2 separate regions of the Sus scrofa genome follow, and region 2 is linked to region 1. Evidence: chromatin contacts called from public HiChIP or PLAC-seq data. All regions are on one chromosome and are shown on one strand. Each heading gives the region's core, a stretch centred on a gene start, on an enhancer-like site or on the middle of the called end of the contact. The rest is flanking DNA. Distances are from core to core; before and after follow the strand shown.

Region 1 (5,001 bases), core at 2,057-4,556:
ACTGAGCCACAATGGGAACTCCATTGTCTTTCTTATTTAATTCTAATAACAAAAACCTCCACAAAACAGGAGTTTTTTGGAGGTCTACGCCATAGCCACAGCAACAAGGGACCTGAGCCACGTCTTTGACCAACACCACAGCTCATGGTAACACCAGATCCTTAAACCACTGAGTGAGGCCAGGGATGGAACCCGAAACCTCGTGGTTCCTAGTTGGATTCATTAACCACTGAGCCATTATGGGAACTTCTGGGAAGCCTGATTTCATTAGCGTCTTCCTGGGGGTGCATCATCCAAGAGCTGGGGACTTGGTCTTCCCCCTTAGCGCGCCCTGTGGTCAGCTTTCAGGAGCCCGTGCAAGCAGGGCCTCTAGTCCAGGCTGGACCCATGGTTCAGAGTCAGCCCCACAGAAACCTGGAGCCCAGCTCCAAGTCACGCCGCTGGCCTGGAGGCTGGAAGAGGCCTCTGCAGCCCCTCTCACTTCTACCCCACAGAGAATGGTCCAAGCTGTTTAGTGTCAGCTGACCTTCTGTGCTGCTATAAGATGCCCCAACCTGGTCAGGCCATGTGCCGTCCTCCAATTCCCCAGGTCCTGGAAGAGCCACGCGGGCAGTGTGACCAGACCTCCCAGGTGATTCTGGGGTGAAGGCAGGTCAGGGAGCTGCCGTCGGCACCACATAACCTGGTGTGCCTCACCCAGGGCCTTGTGGTTTCATCGCTTGCTTTGGGCAACAGTTCACTAGAACGGTTCATGGGCTACTGGAAAGATGCTTAAAGTTTGATCCCTGGCTTTGCTCACTGGGTTAAGGATTTGGCACTACTGTGCACTGTGGCGTAGGTTGCAGACATGGCTCAGATGCTGTGTTGCTGTGGCTGTGGTACAGCCCAGCAGCTACAGCTCCAATTCTACCCCTAGCCTGGAAGCCCTATGCTGTGGATGCGGCCCTAAAAATACAAAAAAAAAAAAAGGAAAGAAAAAGAAAAAGAAGAAAGAAGCTTAAGGGCAGAGACCATACCCTGCAATGGCAGCACACATGCACCCACACCAGCACCCCCATGGAGACAGTACTGCACCGAGTGCCAGCACTAGAGGGGCACTCAGGACAGGCATATCTGTCCACTATAAGGGATCAGGTGGCAGCTGGGAAGAGACCCAGAAGCCTCGACCTCTCAGGTGGGTGCACCCGAGTTCTCTCTCTGAACCTGCTTGGCACAGAGGTCATCACAGGCCCTCCTCACCTCCTCTTCTAGGTCCTACTGGTTACCATTCTCAAGGATCCGAAATGTATGGACAGAATGACACAGACAGACAAAGGGAGGCAGAGTGTCTCCCTCCTGGGCTGTGTGGCCACAGGTCCTCCTTCTGTCCGTCCCAGGAGGTTCTCAGGGGCCCTGGGCCATGGGGACTGCACTCTGAGGGGGAGGTCTGAGCAAAGACCAGTCATAAACCACCCCCACGTGCTGCTCCTTGGGCTCCCAGCTGGGTTAACACCTCCCCTAGGGGAGGCTGCACGGGGTGACACAAGGGCCCTCACACCTCTCAGCCAGACCTGAGTGGCGGGAGGAAGGGGAGCGCACAGCTGGCCCCTCACCCACAAATCTCGAGTCCTGGCCATCCAGGGAGGAAGGGGGCAGGTGCGGTTCCTCCTGCTCCTGAGGAAGGGGTGGTTTACCTCCACCACTGGAAGCTTCAAAAAGGGAGACACAGGAGTTCCCATTGTGGTGCAGTGGAAACAAATCCGACTAGGAACCATGAGGTTTCGGGTTCCATCCCTGGACTTGCTCAGTGAGTTAAGGATCCGGCGTTGCCGTGAGCTGTGGCGTAGGTCACAGACGTGGCCTGGAGCTGGTGTGCCATAGGCCGGCAGCTATAGCTCCGATTAGACCCTTAGCCTGGGAACCGCCATATGCCGCGGGTGCAGCTCTAAACAACAATAACAATAACTACAACAACAACAACAAACGAAAAGGGAGACACAGTGGCAGAGAGGCACCCTCTCTTGCCCTCCAAGAACGGGAATCACCAGGCTCCCTCCCCTCACCTCTCCAGGACAGAGACTTGGCACATGCAGCCCAATGACAGGCAGAGGGACAGAGATCTCCAGCCCGACCGCAGGCCCACCTTGCCCTTGCGTACGAGACTCCGGATGTGGGTCCACAGGGCGGTACCGTGAGCACACAAGTGCTTTTCGACAGAGGTTGCCCGGCTCTGGCCCGTCCGGCCAGTGGGGAGGAGGTACCGCAGGAGGCCCTGCAGGGTGGCCGCACACGGTGTCTCTCGCATCCTTGGCCCTGCTGTGTGAGAGGCTGGTGCAGCCGGACTGGAGCGCGATGGACAGGAGTGAGATGGGTGGCAGTGAGGATGGAGAGCAGTGTGTCGAGCTCCGGGCCTCCAAGGCCTTTTGACCAGGCTTCTCAGGAAGCCCCGCCCCTGCAGCCTACTCCCCCCCCAACCCCAGGTTCTTTGTTTGTGTGTGGAAAAAATACCCCCACCAGCAGCCTATTGGTTACAGGAATTCTGACACGTCACAGTTCTCTCTAAAGCCCAGAAAAGCCAAGTTTCCTTCTCAAGTGGCTGGTTTCCTGTTGGTGAGCTTGGAGATGCTGAGTAACACGTGTCTGCCTGGCCAGTCTGCCTCATGGCTGCCCCTAGTCAGTGACCCCATCTTGGCATGGACTTGGGTGGGAGAGTTCCCCGCAGGCCCTGCAGCACCGCCAGTCAGATGCATGACAAGGGGTGATGGCCCATCATCTACCCCCTGTACTGAGGCCCAGTCCTGCCTCCACCTGCCCCAGAGGCTGCCAGGAGGCTCCTTACCAGGCCCCCAGCCCCCTCAGTGGCTCCAGAGGGAATGATAGTCCCCAGGCTGGCCCATTGCCAACAGAGAGCATGTGGAGTGGAGCGGAAGCAGCATGAGAATAACACAATGATGAGGTCGTCTCCATCCAGCCCCAAAGAGCACTCAGGGCTGGCACGCTCTCTCATGGGCTTTTTAAAGCACAGAGAAATAAACAAGTGGGGACCGGGGTTTGGAACAACAAACGGAGACGGAGGGGCAAGGACCGGGAAACAGCAATCGAGGGAAAACTGGGGGCACCTTCTTACACCCAGGTTCTAGAAGGAAGGTCTGGGCCCCAGCTCCTCTCCCTCAGGGCTGGCAAGGGGGGCAGTAAGCCTGCTGGACCACCTTGTGTGACCCATCAGAGAGGCAATGGGGGTGGGGCAGGTGCTGAGGACGTGGCCCCACCCTGCTTGCTCTGTAGCACGGCCAGATGGGTCACTGATGTCACTGATGGACAACCACAGCACGTCTCTCATCCACCCAGCCCGAGCACAGGCAGCACCAAACTGTCCAAAAAAGGAAATGCTGCTCTCTCCTCACTGGCCTCCCCGGAGTTTCCCCTGGGCCCAGTGTCACCACCCAGGACGGTCCAGCAGGGCCTTCCCAGGAGTCCTGATGGACCCCACGTGTCTACACTGTAACCTACTCCCTGGAGTGGTCTCCTTCTCTTCCTACTGCAGTCTGTTCTCTGCACCTCTATCCTCCATAGCATTAACGCCTCCACCCCTCCCTGCAACCAGGCTACAGCATAACTCAGAAAAATAAAGGACAGCTCCCACCCAGGAGACAGAGGGTGACAGGTATCAGTGAGGATGTGGAGAAATAGGAGCCCCCAGACACCACTGCCGGGATGTGAAATGCCATGGCCTCTCTGGAAAAGCAGGGCAGTTCCTCACAAAGTTAACCCTGGCTATCCGACCTGGCATTTCCCCTCCTAGGTCTCTGCACAGCAGCAAGGAAAACATCTTTCCTCACGGACTGTGCACAGGTTCACAGAACAGTAACCTTTATAGGCCTGAGCTAGAAACAACCCAAGTGTCCGTCAACTGGTGGACGGAGGAGACACGGATGGGATGTGGTTCAGCCAAAAAAGGAGTAAAGCTAACATGCTCTGACGCGGATGACCCTCAAAAATGTTTTGCTAAGTGGAGGAAGCCAGTCACAAAAGATCACGTAATACGGTACAATTCCGTTTATACAAAATGTGCAGAATGGATAAATCTAGCAACAAAAAGCAGTCCCACCCCCGCTGGGGGGTGGGAAGAGGGAAACCGTTTTGGGGGGTGTGTGTGGAAATATCCCCAGACTGGATTATTGGTGATAGCTGTTCAACGCTGTACATTACTAAAGCCATTGACTTACATACTGAAAAGGGACACACTGTGAAAGACATGACAGAGTATGACAGTGAAAGAAAAAAAAGATATAAGGTCCCAAACCAGAGCACAGTAGAGCAAGGAGGTGCCCCTTCCCTTGAAAATAGAAAGCATAAGGCAGAGAGTGGCAGGAGATGAAGCTGAATCACGAGGCATTTTTCTGAGAAAGAGAAAGAGTAGTAAAGTGATTCACAGCTCTGGGCCAAAGCCTTGGCCCACCTCTGGCCTGATTCAACGCAGGCCATGCACACATCACCGAAAACCTCAGAGAACCCAGGGTGTCCGCAGTCAATATCCTTTTGGATTTTTCTGTTTTTTTTTTTGTTTGTTTGTTTGTTTGTTTGTTTGTTTGTTTCTGGCCTTGCCTGAGGCATGCAGAAGTTCCTGGGCCAGGGATCAAACTTGCGCCAGAGCAGTGACAATGGTGACTCTTTAACAGCTAGACTGCTAGGGAACCCCTCAATATCTTTATTTTTTTAATGGCCACACCTGTGGCATATGCAAGCTCCTGGGCTAGGGGCTGAATCAGAGCTGCAGCTGCTGGCCTACGTCACAGCCACACCGGATCTAAGCTTCATCTGTGACCTACGCTGTAGCTTGTGGCAACACTGGATCCTTAACTCACTGAGGGAGGCCAGTGATCAAACCTGCGTCCTCACAGACACTATGTCAGGTCCTGAGTCATAATAGGCACTCCCTCAATATCCTTTTGTATCATACAATCCAAGTTTTTTTTTTTTTTTTTTTTTTGGTTTTTTTGCCTTTTCTTGGGCTGCTCCCGC
Region 2 (4,827 bases), core at 2,127-4,626, 70 kb before region 1:
CGGTGATGGTTTCATTCCTTGGAAGAAAATCTCAGTTTCCCAGTTAACAGCACTCCCTGCCATCAAGGCCCCTATGCCAAGGGCTGCCTTAGCAATGACCCCAAGTGCTAGAATTCTCTAGGAAAAAATTAACTCCTATCAGACCATGGAGCTATAACAGCAGATTATAATGCATGAAACTTGTCTGGATACCGCTTCCTATAAAAAAAAATAACAAAAAAAAACCACTAGGAGTTCCCGTCGTGGCACAGTGGTTAACGAATCCGACAAGGAACCATGAGGTTGCAGGTTCGATCCCTGGCCTTGCTCAGTGGGTTAAGGATCTGGCATTGCCGTGAGTGGTGGTGTAGGTCAAAGACGTGGCTCGGATCCCGCGTGGCTGTGGCTCTGGTGTAGGCCGGTGGCTACAGCTCCAATTCGACCCCTAGCCTGGGAACCTCCATACACCGCGGGAGCAGCCCAAGAAATGGCAAAAAGATGAGGAAAAAAAAAGAAAAAAGAAAAACAAATATAAAGGACACTGTGGGGACAGCTGGGAAAATCTGCATATGGGGGGGTTTAGATGATGCTAAGAAATGACTGATTTTACTAGATATGGCAATAATGAAGTTAGAGGAGAATGTTTGGGAAGTGCATGCTGAAATACCAGGAGTTAAGTGTCATGAGGTCCATAGCTCACTACCAACTGGTCCAGTTAAACACACATGTACAGAAGGTGGATACTGCAAAACGTTAACAACTGAGGTCCAGGCAGCAGGTGCTAACTGCCATGCTACTCTTGTGGGATCTCTGTGAACTGCCACTTTTTATTTCAAAAAACTGGGGAGCACTACATGGCTAAAAAAAATTATTAAGGATTTTCAGCCATTTTATAATTAAAATCCACATGATGTTACTGTAATTTTTATTTTGGCAATGGTTTGGAAAAGTTTTTCCCAGGAATCCTTATCATCTAACATATATCTAGCTATTACCCTAATTACCACAAGGTGTCACACTTGCCGCATTCAAATCAAGGCGTGTAAGGGAAAAGGCTATCAGCAGTACTAAACGAAAAAAAATACACTGAACTTTTAAGTTAATCTGAAAAACTTTAGAATCGTTTATATTCAGTTAGTAAAATTAGATAAATCTCTCAGTTCAGAGACAATGAAATACAAACTAGATATTAACATTACACTAAAATGTTTTTTTGTTCATGTGGTTTTTTTTGTGGCCGTACCCATGGCATGTGGAAGTTCCCAAGCCATGAACTGAATCCATGCTGCAGCTGTAACCTACGCTGCAGCCATAGCAACACCAGATCCTTTAACCCACTGCCCTGGACTGGGAATTAAACCCACGTCTCCACAGCAACCTAAGCCACTTCAGTTGGATTCTTAACTGACTGCGCCACAGAAAGAACTCCAAACTAAAAGTCTTTTTTAAACTTTAGATGAAGGGGAGTTCCTGTCATGGCACAGCAGAAATGACTCCAACTAGGAACCATGAGGTTTCGGGTTCGATCCCTGGCCTAGATGCAAACTACTGCATCTGGAGTGGATAAGCAATGAGATCCTGCTGTGTATCTAGTCACTTATGATGGAACATGATGGAGGATAATGTGAGAAAAAGAATGTATATAGGAGTTCCCATCGTGGCTCAGTGGTTAATGAATCCGACCAGGAACCATGAGGTTTCGGGTTCAATCCCTGGCCTCACTCAGTGGGTTAAGGATCCGGCGTTGCCGAGAGCTGTGGTGTAGGTCTCAGACGCAGCTCGGATCTCACGTTGCTGTGGCTCTGGCGTAAGCTGGCGGCTACAGCTCCGATTGGACCCCTAGCCTAGGAACCTCCGTATGCCGTGGGGGTGGCCCTAGAAAAGACCAAAAAAAAAAAAAAAAAAATGTATATATACATGTATGACTGGGTCACTTTGCTGTACAGTAGAAATTGACTGAACACTGTAAACCAACTATAATGGAAAAAAATACAGCATTTAAAAATAATTTTAGGGAGTTCCCGTCGTGGCTCAGTGGTTAACGACTCCAACTAGAAACCATGAGGTTGCAGGTTCAATCTCTGGCCTTGCTCAGTGGGTTATGGATCCAGCATTGCCATGAGCTGTGGTGCAGGTCGCAAATGCAGCTCAGATCCCATGTTGCTGTGGCTCTGGCATAAGCTGGCAGCTACAGCTCCGATTGGACCCCTAGCCTGGGAACCTCCATATGGCGCAGGAGCGGCCCAAGAAAATGGCAAAAAGACAAAAAATCAAAATAAATAAATAATAAAAACAATTAAAAAAAAAAAACTTTAGATGAAACAGTTCACCCCTATGTCTCTAAGAAATACAGTCCCACAATCCACTACTTCAGTAGCCAGATACCTTGGAATATTTTGAATAACCCTGGGGTGAATCTATAGATGCTGGGCTAATTATCTAGCCAGAACTCAGAACCTCCACTAGACATGGTCAGGGCTCCTGCAAGTGACTGTCTCCTGGAAATAGTTCGAACCTTTCATCTGCATCCACAGCACATGGGATCTGGCTGCATGCCGTATGCGCCTATCAACCCTCTGTCGAGGTAGAATAAACTGTTAGCACTCAAAGGAGCAGTATCATGAACCACAAGTTTGAAAAGCTGTTACCACAGCAACCAAAAAGTTTACCCCCATTCTCCCTGTCCCCTCCAGGCTATCATATTAAAGCACATTACAATATAAAATCTGTTAACATTTGAGAACTCTACATAACTGTATTATGTAGAAATAATTTCAAACTTACAAAAAGATGCACGAAATAATACCAAGGAATATCCATATACCTTTTACTCAGATCTTATTGTTATCAGTTTACCATTTATCATTTATTATCTCTGATCCCTGTCTGTTTGCCTGTATTTATCCCTAACTTTTTCCTAACCTTTAAGGATACACATGATGGTCCCGCATCTTTCAGTGTGTGGTTCCTAAGAATACACACACAGTTTGGTTATTGACTTCATAAATGCATACTGACATGATATGTTTATCTAATCTCCCACCCACACTCCAACTCTGTCACCTTGCCCTTTATAGCAACTCCTGGCAGCACTGAAGCCAGTAAGGCACAGGGGCTGAACATATTGCCTCCTTAGCCTGGAACTTTTTCCTCAGCCTCTGTCTTTTACGACACTGGCATTTTGAGGAATATAGCACCACTCATTCCTGGGCTTTTAGTACAACATTCCTCATTTTTTATCTGTTTAATGTTCCTTTACAATTTTTTTTCCCCCTTCGGCTGCTCCTTGTGGCATGCAGAAATTCCTGGGCCAGGGATCGAAACAGAGCCACTGCTAAGTCCTTAACTGCTAGGCCACCAGGGAACACCCAATGTTTCTTTATGAGTAATTGAAGTTATGCCTCAGCCAGAATATGGCCTAGTGATAACCATATGCCTCTATCACTTACACAATCACCCAGTCACAGTGTTGCCTAATTGTTCCACTGTATAATTTCTGATTGCTTCTTTTTCGTCATTTAAAACATAACAGTCTGTGGAAAGACATTTTAAGATCATGCAAATTTCTGTTTCCCACCAATTCTTTTTGGGGGGGAGGTCTTTCTAGGGCCGAACCCGTGGTACATGGATGTTCCCAGGCTAGGGGTCCAATGGGAGCTACAGCTGCCGGCCTGCATCACAGCCGCAGCAACATGGGATCCAAGTCACATCTGCAACCTACATCACAGCTTGTGGCAACACCGGATCATTAACCTACCGAGCAAGGCCAGGGATTAAATCCATATCCTCAAGGATACTAGTTGGGCTCATTATTGCTGAGCCACAACAGTAATTTCCCCCACTAGCTTTTCATTTAAATGATTTTTCATTATTACACAGAACTGTAAAGCCATGCTCCACTCAAACAGTTCTTTAGGAACAAAAAGCAGCTGGAAGATGGCATGGCCGTGGAAACATCACCCACCACACGTGCGTGTCTGCTGGCCACCAAGCTCTTGCCATGAACCTCTGTCCCATCAGAAGCCCCACTGTCATCCTGATACTGAACACAGACTCCTCCCATATGCAAAAATGTGTAGGACAACACTTACTTTCTAAGTCAGAGATGATGAGGTTGTCATGAAGCTTCACTGCCCGGTGCTGTTCCACTTCGTCTTCAAGTTCAAAGATCGTTTCTTTCATGTCACTCCTTTCTGTCTCTTTCTCTTCCAGCTCTGATCTTAACTTTTCTAATGTCATATTCAAATCTTCTATCTGCTTCTTAGCTTCCTCCTGGAAGGCTCGGTATTCATCTTCTACCTATGTAAAACGGATGGTGCCAATCAGAGAAATGAGTTGTTCTGAGATAATTCCTAGGACGTAGGTACCCACTGTTTTAGCTGGAACCCGAGTGTGAGTGGCTGTGTGAGCGAGAGCGACCTGTGTAACAACTATACAGAAGGCACTCTCCAAAAATAGGACTTGACACGACACACTTCAGCACTACATCTGCTGCTACATCACTCATTGAAATTATATGGACATACCACTGAACTGAACTACATTATTCATGAGAAAATTTTACACATCTTCCCTTCCCCAAAGTTTGGACTGAAGGCATACATCTGATTAATGATTAACATGCTTTCCAACAAAAATGATGTCTGATTTGTGACACTTTCAATATCAAATTAAAAATGGAAACAAAAAATTCTCAAATATTGTCATTGTCAAAGTGTTAGTTCATAACGGCCCCCAACCTATATGCTCGAACAAATCTCCTTTACTGTACCTCTTTAAAGTCCTCACTTAAAAAATTAACATTTAGGAGTTCCTGCTGTGGCACAGGAGAAATGAATCCAACTAGTA

Evidence for each region. HiChIP or PLAC-seq counts read pairs in DNA pulled down with a chosen protein or histone mark.
Region 2: a contact with region 1 is called in an H3K27ac HiChIP or PLAC-seq map of alveolar macrophages. The contact joins two enhancer-like sites. A contact is called at or near these places in 12 of 47 Hi-C or Micro-C datasets (alveolar macrophages, blood, embryonic fibroblasts and 7 more) and 1 of 2 datasets of contacts at active chromatin or transcription factors (alveolar macrophages).

What each region holds. Positions count from the first base shown.
Region 1 is chr14:49,309,141-49,314,141 of Sscrofa11.1, reverse strand. The region is part of intron 16 of BCR (breakpoint cluster region protein); the gene reads right to left. Among named protein-coding and RNA genes, the nearest start is that of SPECC1L, 21 kb to the left of the region's middle. Within about 2 kb of position 3,306, at least 28 of the 83 cell types and tissues checked have an H3K27ac peak or open chromatin away from gene starts, as enhancers often do. A contact at or near this core is called in alveolar macrophages, where this site is marked.
Region 2 is chr14:49,379,765-49,384,591 of Sscrofa11.1, reverse strand. It overlaps SPECC1L (cytospin-A), which reads right to left. Exons shown (of 16, transcript XM_021073804.1): 5 at 4,071-4,278. Among named protein-coding and RNA genes, the nearest start is that of SPECC1L, 49 kb to the right of the region's middle. Within about 2 kb of position 3,376, at least 6 of the 83 cell types and tissues checked have an H3K27ac peak or open chromatin away from gene starts, as enhancers often do. A contact at or near this core is called in alveolar macrophages, where this site is marked.